Linked DNA regions of Arachis hypogaea: region 1 is linked to region 2. Evidence: chromatin contacts called from public Hi-C data. All regions are on one chromosome and are shown on one strand. The core of a region is the stretch at or near the end of the contact, and the rest is flanking DNA. Distances in the headings are between cores, read along the strand shown.

Region 1 (4,088 bases), core at 4-2,503, 180 kb before region 2:
TCTAAGCATCTACATATTCCAACATTTTTCAACTCATCAATCAATTTTTTCTTACTACGTAAAACCAAAAACTAAAATTAAAATTTAAAAAAAATATCAGTACATTAAAATTAAACTCCTAACATTACCTGTCAATTCGTGGCAAGATATTTTCCGAGGACATGATGACGACCGGAATTTCTCTGAAAGTGGACGATCCCTGCATTAAATTAAATAAGCATTGTTTAATTAGCAATTTTTTATTATTTATTTATTTTTTATTTTTTGTTGGGATTGTGTTTAATTTGTTTTTTTTTGTACCTTGATTTTTTTGAGCAAATCATAACCAGACATTCCAGGCATGCAATAATCTGTGATAATTAGATCTACCTTTAAACCCTGCCAAGAGAAATGAAAAAAAATAAAAAAAGACGAATATTATATTCTTATTTAATTTATATATTTACCCATTATTCATAGGGTAAAATTTTCATTTTCTATGATATTGATATACATACCACAAAATCATCTGATTCAGATGTTCTCTGTTCGTCCAGCCCCAGTAACTGCAGGGCACTGATTCCACTATCAACAGCAGTAACTGCAATTTTCCAAGGGAAAAAAAAATCTCAGATCAAACAAATTAAATTCCTAACACTGAATAAGCCTGCATAAAAAGAAAAGAAAAATTTTTGAGTTATTATAGTGTTTACCTTTACAAGCTGAGATTTTGAGTAAGCGCTCAATGACCTTCCGATCGACGAGGCTATCATCGACGGCTAAGACATGAACTTCTTCTGAAACGACGCCGTCTCTCTCCATCACTTGAGTCATGAAGGAGAAGAACCAAAGGAGAAAAACAGAGACAAGGGATAGAGAGAGTAGAGAGAGAAATGAAAAGAAAAGAGGAAGAGCATTCCTTAACGTGGGAGATAAAATCTTTAAATACAGGGGTTTGTAGTGTTAATTGTTGTGTAGTAATAACATGTTGTGTTGTGTTGTTACGTTTTTTTCATTCATAATTGTCTATCTGTCCGTACCTCCATGTCACGCTATCTAATTCTATCTCCAACACTAAAGAGTTAGAGAAATGATAATAGAATAAATAAGTCTCTTTTGGAAAATCAAATCTTTCTCTTGCTAAAATTATCTCAAAAATCCGCTCTTTTTCTCTTTATTTTTTTGGAGGAGATGTCGCTGAGATTCTGAAATCCACTCCCGATGTGTTCTTAAATGACTTTCTTTAACAAACATATCATAAAATATGTGTACTTATGTTAATATTTTGATTTTGGTACATTTTAAGCCCAATGTATTTTGACTATGACAACTAATTATGTATATACAATAATGCCATATGTAGTTTTAAGATAATTGCTATAGAAGTCAAACTTAATTTATTTTATATGATAATATTTGTTTCTTGACATTATCTTTTCTTTACTTATTTAATTCTGCTGTATGCAAATTAACATCTAATTTTATATTAATAATCATAAAATGTCATTCGATTGCGTACACTAATTAATGTATGTAGATGTGATTAGTAATTACCAATTCATTTATATCTTACTACGTCAGTTTAGTTAGGCCTCGTGATTTTTTCTTATATATATTGATTCTCTCATATAGTTATATTATTATGTGTAGATAGTCACGCAAATAAGTATATAGTTATTGTATTAAAGTTAAACCCTAATTATAAGCTTATATATTTATAAGCTTATATATAGGTTAAAAATAGAGTTGATTTTCTCAATGTTCTGAAAACGAATCGGTCATTGAACCATTTTAGTTACTGGTTCATCGATTTATAGGTTTAATCGGTTCAATTGTAGTTAAATCGAAAAAATCGTTTTATAATAAAATAATAAATAAAATATAAATACACACACCAAAATTATATGATCTTATCAATTTACAAACTTAAAAGTTTTTTTAAAACACTCTTAAAATATATGTTTCCAAACACTTTTGTCATCATCATCTTCAACTTTACACTCATCACTCAATTAAAAAATCCACAACCCTAATCCTCTATTGATTTCTTTTGGAAAAATAAAATCTCATTCAAGAAAGAAACCATACCTGTAAGTAATTGAGAAGATTTGTGAGACTCAACACCAAGACATAGAACAATTATACATATAGAGAAGTACCAACAAACCAATTCTCAATTTCATGAATCACCCTAAACTCTGAAATCAATAAATCTATCAACAAAAATTCAAAAATAGCATACTCATAAATTTAAAAACAACAGCAGCAGGGTTTAGAACAAACATTTAATCACTAACAATACAGAACCTTGTGTATTATTAGTTGATATGATGCAAGGTGCTTTTCTGAATTTTTATACACCCCTCAAAAAATGACAATTTTTCATACAAAATTGTCCCTAAGAATACAAAACCTTGGGAACCTTATCTTTGAACAATCAATACAGTTCCTTAGTTCTTGATTACCATATGCAGGGAGTAAAGGAAACAAAGCACATGCACAGAAATAATATGAAACCTTATCGTAGCTATCAATCTCTCAAACTCAATCTATACATATTCAACCAGAATTACGACTTAGAGGTATCTACAGTATTAGTTGTTTTAGTTTTAGCCTAAACATAAAAACTTCACTTATTCTGAGTAACAAGGAATTTATTACAATCTCATCTTACTTGATGCTTAAATATTATTGAACATAATCACTAATCAGACGAAGTTGCAATATGTACTGAAATATGAACTCCAACGAAAATAGAATTTAGGAGTTTCTGGCGAGAATAATTCCGATTAAGGAACATTAATCACAATTAAGTACAGCTTCTATTCCAACTCTAGAAATGCATAGAGCTTCTTAAGAATCATATTAAGTGTAAATCATTTGTATTAATAACACCTTAAAACTGGATCCTAGGATATGGCTTTAAAATTTCGTAATTCGTAATCAAACGGTAGTAACCCTACTACTGCAGAGGAAAACAACTTATGGATTAGTTTGTAGTCCAAAAATGTTATACTTTCACGGATACGAATCGAGGCGTGCAACCAAGTTCCATTGAGAATACAATGGAAGGAAGGAAGGAAGCATTAGAGACAAAGCATAGGGTACCTCATCTTCGATATCCTTTATTTTCTGCATCACGGTCGCCATTGTTGAAGGATGAGCTCAGAGGAAGAGAAGAGAATAGTTTCAGATGAATCCTCTTCAAGTATACAGGGATGATTAATGGTTACTCTTTTGCGTTGTGATGTGTCGTGTTGGCTCTTAAGCTGAGGAAAAAGGGAAGAACATGCAATAGGGAGAGTGGGAGACAGCGACGCCGAGTGAACCAAGCAGTGGTGGATCACGAACGATGGCTGCTGCGAGACGGAGGTGACTGGTTGAAGGAGGTGACTGCTCGACGGAGGAGACTGCGCGACGGAGGAGACTGCGCGACGGAGGTGACTGCTCGACAACGAACCCGTGTGGCCGTGTGAGACTGTGATGGCGTTCTCTGATTCTGAGGCTCGATGAGAATTGTGATTTTGTGAAGGCAATTAGGGATCAGAACATTGATTTAGGGTTTTAGAGCGAGAAACGGTAGCATTTTGCTGTTTTGCCAAAAAACCGGCCTGATCACGATTCGGTTCGACTGATCGGTTACCAACCAGTTCACCGGTTCAACGTCGGTTTTCAGATTTCGCAGTTTTGCTGATTGACCGAATCGTTTTGGGATCCAGTTCACGGTTCGACCGGTTTGACCGGCTGGTTCGAACCAGTTTTCAGAACATTGGATTTTCCTATGTTTTTAGCTTTGTAGCTAGTTTTCTCCCGCTTCTTTTAAGGGAAATAAAAAAAACAAGTGGTGTTGATGGGACTATTATTATCCTTCTCTTTGCTGGTTGTCCTATTTATTTTTTTCGTATTAACATATAGAGTAATTTAGTCTCATCTACCATATTTTAGTTATTTTTTATCCTATGAATGTTTTATCATTTTATCTTTTTCTTTTTTTTCTCTCTCTTTCATAGTATTTTAATTTCTTCTTATGAATACTATACTTTAAATATTTTATAGATAACAAAAATATTTAAATTTAACTTTAAAGTGAGATATAATTCTTTTTTTAA
Region 2 (4,166 bases), core at 71-2,570:
CATTTGTTTAAGTGAATAAGTGGACTAATCAGCCAATGAGTAATAGCTCAAATGGCATAGACTCCCCATATTCAATTAAGAGGTTGCGGGTTTGAGTCTGGCATAGACTCCCCATACTCAACTCCTATCTTTCCAAATTTTTGCCAATGAGTAATAGCTCAAATGGCATAGACTAGCTCAAATGGCATAGACTCCTCATACTCAATTAAGAGGTTGCGGGTTCGAGTCTTCTATCTTTCCAAATTTTTGCCAATGAGTAATAGCTCAAATGGCATAGATTCTCCATACTCAATTAAGAGGTTGCGGGTTCGAGTCTCCTATCTTTCCAAATTTTGGCCAATGAATAATAGCTCAAATGGCATAGACTCCCCATACTCAATTAAGAGGTTGCGGGTTCGAGTCTCCTATCTTTCCAAATTTTAAGCCAATGAGTAATAGCTCAAATGGCATAGACTCCCCATACTCAATTAAGAGGTTGCGGGTTCGAGTCTCCTATCTTTCCAAATTTTGCCAATGAGTAATAGCTCAAATGGCATAGACTTCCCATACTCAATTAAGAGGTTGCGGGTTCGAGTCTCCTATCTTTCCAAATTTTTAGCCAATGAGTAATAGCTCAAATGGCATAGACTCCCCATACTCAATTAAGAGGTTGCGGGTTCGAGTCTCCTATCTTTCCAAATTTTTGCCAATGAGTAATAGCTCAAATGGCATAGACTCCCCATACTCAATTAAGAGGTTGCGGGTTCGAGTCTTCTATCTTTCCAAATTTTAAGCCAATGAATAATAGCTCAAATGGCATAGACTCCCCATACTCAATTAAGAGGGCGGGTTCGAGTCTCCTATCTTTTCAAGTTTTTAGTCTGAGTAATAGCTCAAATGGCATAGTCTCTCCATACTCAACTAAGAGGTTACGGGTTCGAGTCTCCTATCTTTTCAAGTTTTTAGTCTGAGTAATAGCTCAAATGACATAGTCTCCCCATACTCAACTAAGAGGTTACGGGTTCGAGTCTCCTATCTTTGATAAAAAAAAATAAATAAGTGGACTAATCACCAATGAGTTATAACTCAAATGGCATAATCTTCTCATACTCAATTAAGAGGTATCACCAATGAGTTATAACTCAAATGGCATAATCTTCTCATACTCAATTAAGAGGTTGCGGAATAAGTGGACTAATCAAGTAATCCGTTCAAGTTGTTTTTTTATTTTGTTTTTATCTTATCACTAAAAATCCGTTTATTGAAAATGATAATGGACTTTGCTCAACTAATCAATCTTGGTCCAAGATAACATAGAAATGGGCCCTAGTGGGCTTGGAGACTTGGGCTGGGCCACACACGCCATGCACATGAGCACCGATTGCAGAGAGAAACGTCGGAGGAGAAGATGGAGTGCGCCGCGAAGGGCAGCGGAAGAACGCGCTGCACCGGCGCCGCCACCAGGCCCTGCGCTCGCTGCGGAGCCGTCGCTTATTGCTCTCTCTCTCATCAGGTCCCTCTCTCTATCTCAATTTCTGATCCGCAGTTTTGAACATATTTTCGCTCGCTGAATAGTTCTGCGTTTCACAAATTTCTTCATATCTCTCCGTTTTTTCTTTGAACCCTAGATTGAACACTGGAGTAGCCACAAACATGAGTGTGATAGGTTAGAGCAACAGATGGAGAGTGTGCATTTACTCAATGATTTTCCTTTCACTTTCTCTCAAGAAGCTACAGTTCAGGTGATTTCTGATTCTAACAACCTTCAAAGAAAACATTGTTACCGTAAAGTGTTCATATATGTTTTTTTTATGCTAATTTAGCTTTTTCAACAGATTTGTTTGAAGCAGGAAACTAGGTGTTCTTTCTTGAGCAAGAGGGGAATCCATCAAAAGGGGATGTGGATGATCGAATGCCGTTGTGGCGAATCGTCTGCTTCATTTGATTGTTTACGGTTCTCTTGTTTCCTTCAAGCTTCATATTCTGAAACTTTTTGTTAATCAAAATTATGTTTGCCCTAATCATTACAAAATAGAAAGTTCAGACATTTTATGGTGTATTTACTTGGCTTAGAACAAGCTTTGGTCTAAGGAGTTTAGTTTTGGCAGGTTAAACAACAGTTGGGATCTTCCAAGAAATTTGTATCCTTGTTATGGTAATACAATTGAAGCTTGTTTCTCCATTCCAAGTTCCTCATATGTATTAAATTGAAAAGAAAATAAAATCCAATATATAAATGTTTAGCACCCGAATCTCAAATTCCGGTGCAGTTGCATAGTTGGAGTGACTACTATAATTGGAGGTGCATTCCACTGGACTCGCCTGCTGCTCTGCTGCTTCACTGGGTATGATTGTGTAGCCCCTTTTCTTTCTTTTTTTCTTTCTCAAAAGTGTCTATCCCATTTCACTGGGTATGATTATGTAACAATTAGGCTTTTTTAGTTTGTTTGTAACTAAAGAAGTACAAGAAGGGGAATGGACCTAATCTTTTGATGTAGTTAATGTTAGATGGAATGTGCAGGGCCTTTAAAACAATTTTCCCACTAGTGTTTGAAAATATTTAAAAAAGAAAAGAATTTCTAATTTCACCTTGCAAATTATAAACTGGAACTTGCGGAATGTATTTGTTTTCTGTTGACTACTTAATAGAGCAGAAACCACCATTGAAAGTTTCCTCCTCTGATAAAATTAGAGGTGTAAGAAGGATATAACCCACAATATCTTTGATAACTTCTTTTATTTTTTATTTTTTAAATTGTATGCTTTGCCTGTTTCAGCCACTTACAATATATCATGCTGCTCAACTAGTTGGAATTGGAACCCTGAATCCTGAAGTCTGTGATAAGTTGTACCTACATTACCTTGGTATATAATTTCTTAAAAACTCCCCGTTCTTTTGAAGCATTCAAATTTAAATATGAATTCTTTTTTACACTACATATTCAAGCATTAATGATCATTTTTTTTTTTAATGGAAGGACCTGAGAAAGAATTGCTACAACTAGATGTATTTGGAGAACTACAGGCACTCTTCCCCGGCGTACATATTCATATTGAACTTGTTGGACCTGCAATTCCTCCACAAAGGTCTGATGCATTGCTGTAATCAGTAAATAAATGTTCTATGAGCTGATACTCGACACTACTTGCTCTAACTATTTGTCCTTCATCCCTCCGTGTTAACAGGGATGGTGAGAAGATCAGCATTTCCAGATATGCTTCTTCCAATGAAGACCAGAGTACCTGCAAATCAGCGAGTGAAAATGCCATTTTATCAACACAGAGTGGCATTACTTCGGCAGTAACACTGCAGCTGTGGCATGGACTCTATCACGACCGATATAGAGATATTGTTAAGGTATCTAATTTAATATTAGATAAGAACCAATATAAAACTAATATTGAGAAATGCTTGTTCCTGAATTCGAATATGTTGCTGTACTTGAACACAATAAATTCCTCTTAATTAACATTATACTTGCAGGATTCCTCCCCTCATCTAGTGATTGCTCCAAATGGTGGCATTGCTGCCTATCCAAGTTGGTTACCTAGTATTGTATGTCATTACCATGTTCTTATCCTTTATTTTGGTGTTAGTTATAGGTTCTACCTTCCTCTTTATTATTGTACTTAAACAAACAACAATTAGGGTATATTCGAAGTGCGTTTTATGTTACTCCTTTTCTATTTTGGTGTCAAAATAACAGGAGTTAATTGAAAAACTAGATGTCCCAGCCGTTTTTACTGATTATTGTGAGGAAGCTTGTCATCTTGCAGCAAGTTGCATTGAGAATGTAATTAGTCGCTCTTTTAGACTGCCTGTAAGCTTTTATTAGTTCTTTTTCTGCTTGTAATTGGTCTCTCTCTCTCTCTCTCTCTCTCTCTCTCTCTCTCTGTCACCCTGTCTTCTAATGAATTATTGTGAATTCTCCTTGTAGGTTCAGGTAAATCCTTTCAGGCAACCTATTGCTGTGGAAGATAGTGTGTTGTTGCTTCCCTGCTACTCAAATTGCTTTGTTTTTGGAATGTAAAGAGCCATCCTCTGAAATGATTGAGCTAATTTTCACTGATACTAACACCAAGATTGGCCTAACTTGTTGGAACTTTTGTGTACGTAGAAGTGCTGCCAGTTCGATGGTAGTGACCCGTTGAGGGAATCATAGTTGGCAATCACCTCTTATCCATCT

The links. A called contact is a pair of places that touch in the nucleus more often than the background predicts.
Region 1: a contact with region 2 is called in a Hi-C map of leaf, with 2.3 times the contacts expected there. The contact joins the promoter of LOC112750103 here to the promoter of LOC112750102 in region 2. A contact is called at or near these places in 3 of 8 Hi-C or Micro-C datasets (leaf and an unstated tissue).

The regions. Positions count from the first base shown.
Region 1 is chr15:30,422,786-30,426,873 of arahy.Tifrunner.gnm2.J5K5, reverse strand. It overlaps LOC112750103 (two-component response regulator ORR3), which reads right to left and starts at 1,253. Exons shown (of 5, transcript XM_025798654.3): 1 at 693-1,253; 2 at 498-580; 3 at 301-378; 4 at 129-199; 5 at 1-9. The coding sequence starts at 813.
Region 2 is chr15:30,246,456-30,250,621 of arahy.Tifrunner.gnm2.J5K5, reverse strand. LOC112750102 reads left to right here and starts at 1,320. Exons shown (of 10, transcript XM_029293352.2): 1 at 1,320-1,492; 2 at 1,608-1,721; 3 at 1,815-1,933; 4 at 2,088-2,134; 5 at 2,224-2,324; 6 at 2,757-2,844; 7 at 2,958-3,066; 8 at 3,166-3,337; 9 at 3,918-4,006; 10 at 4,098-4,166. The coding sequence starts at 1,388. The coding sequence ends at 4,131.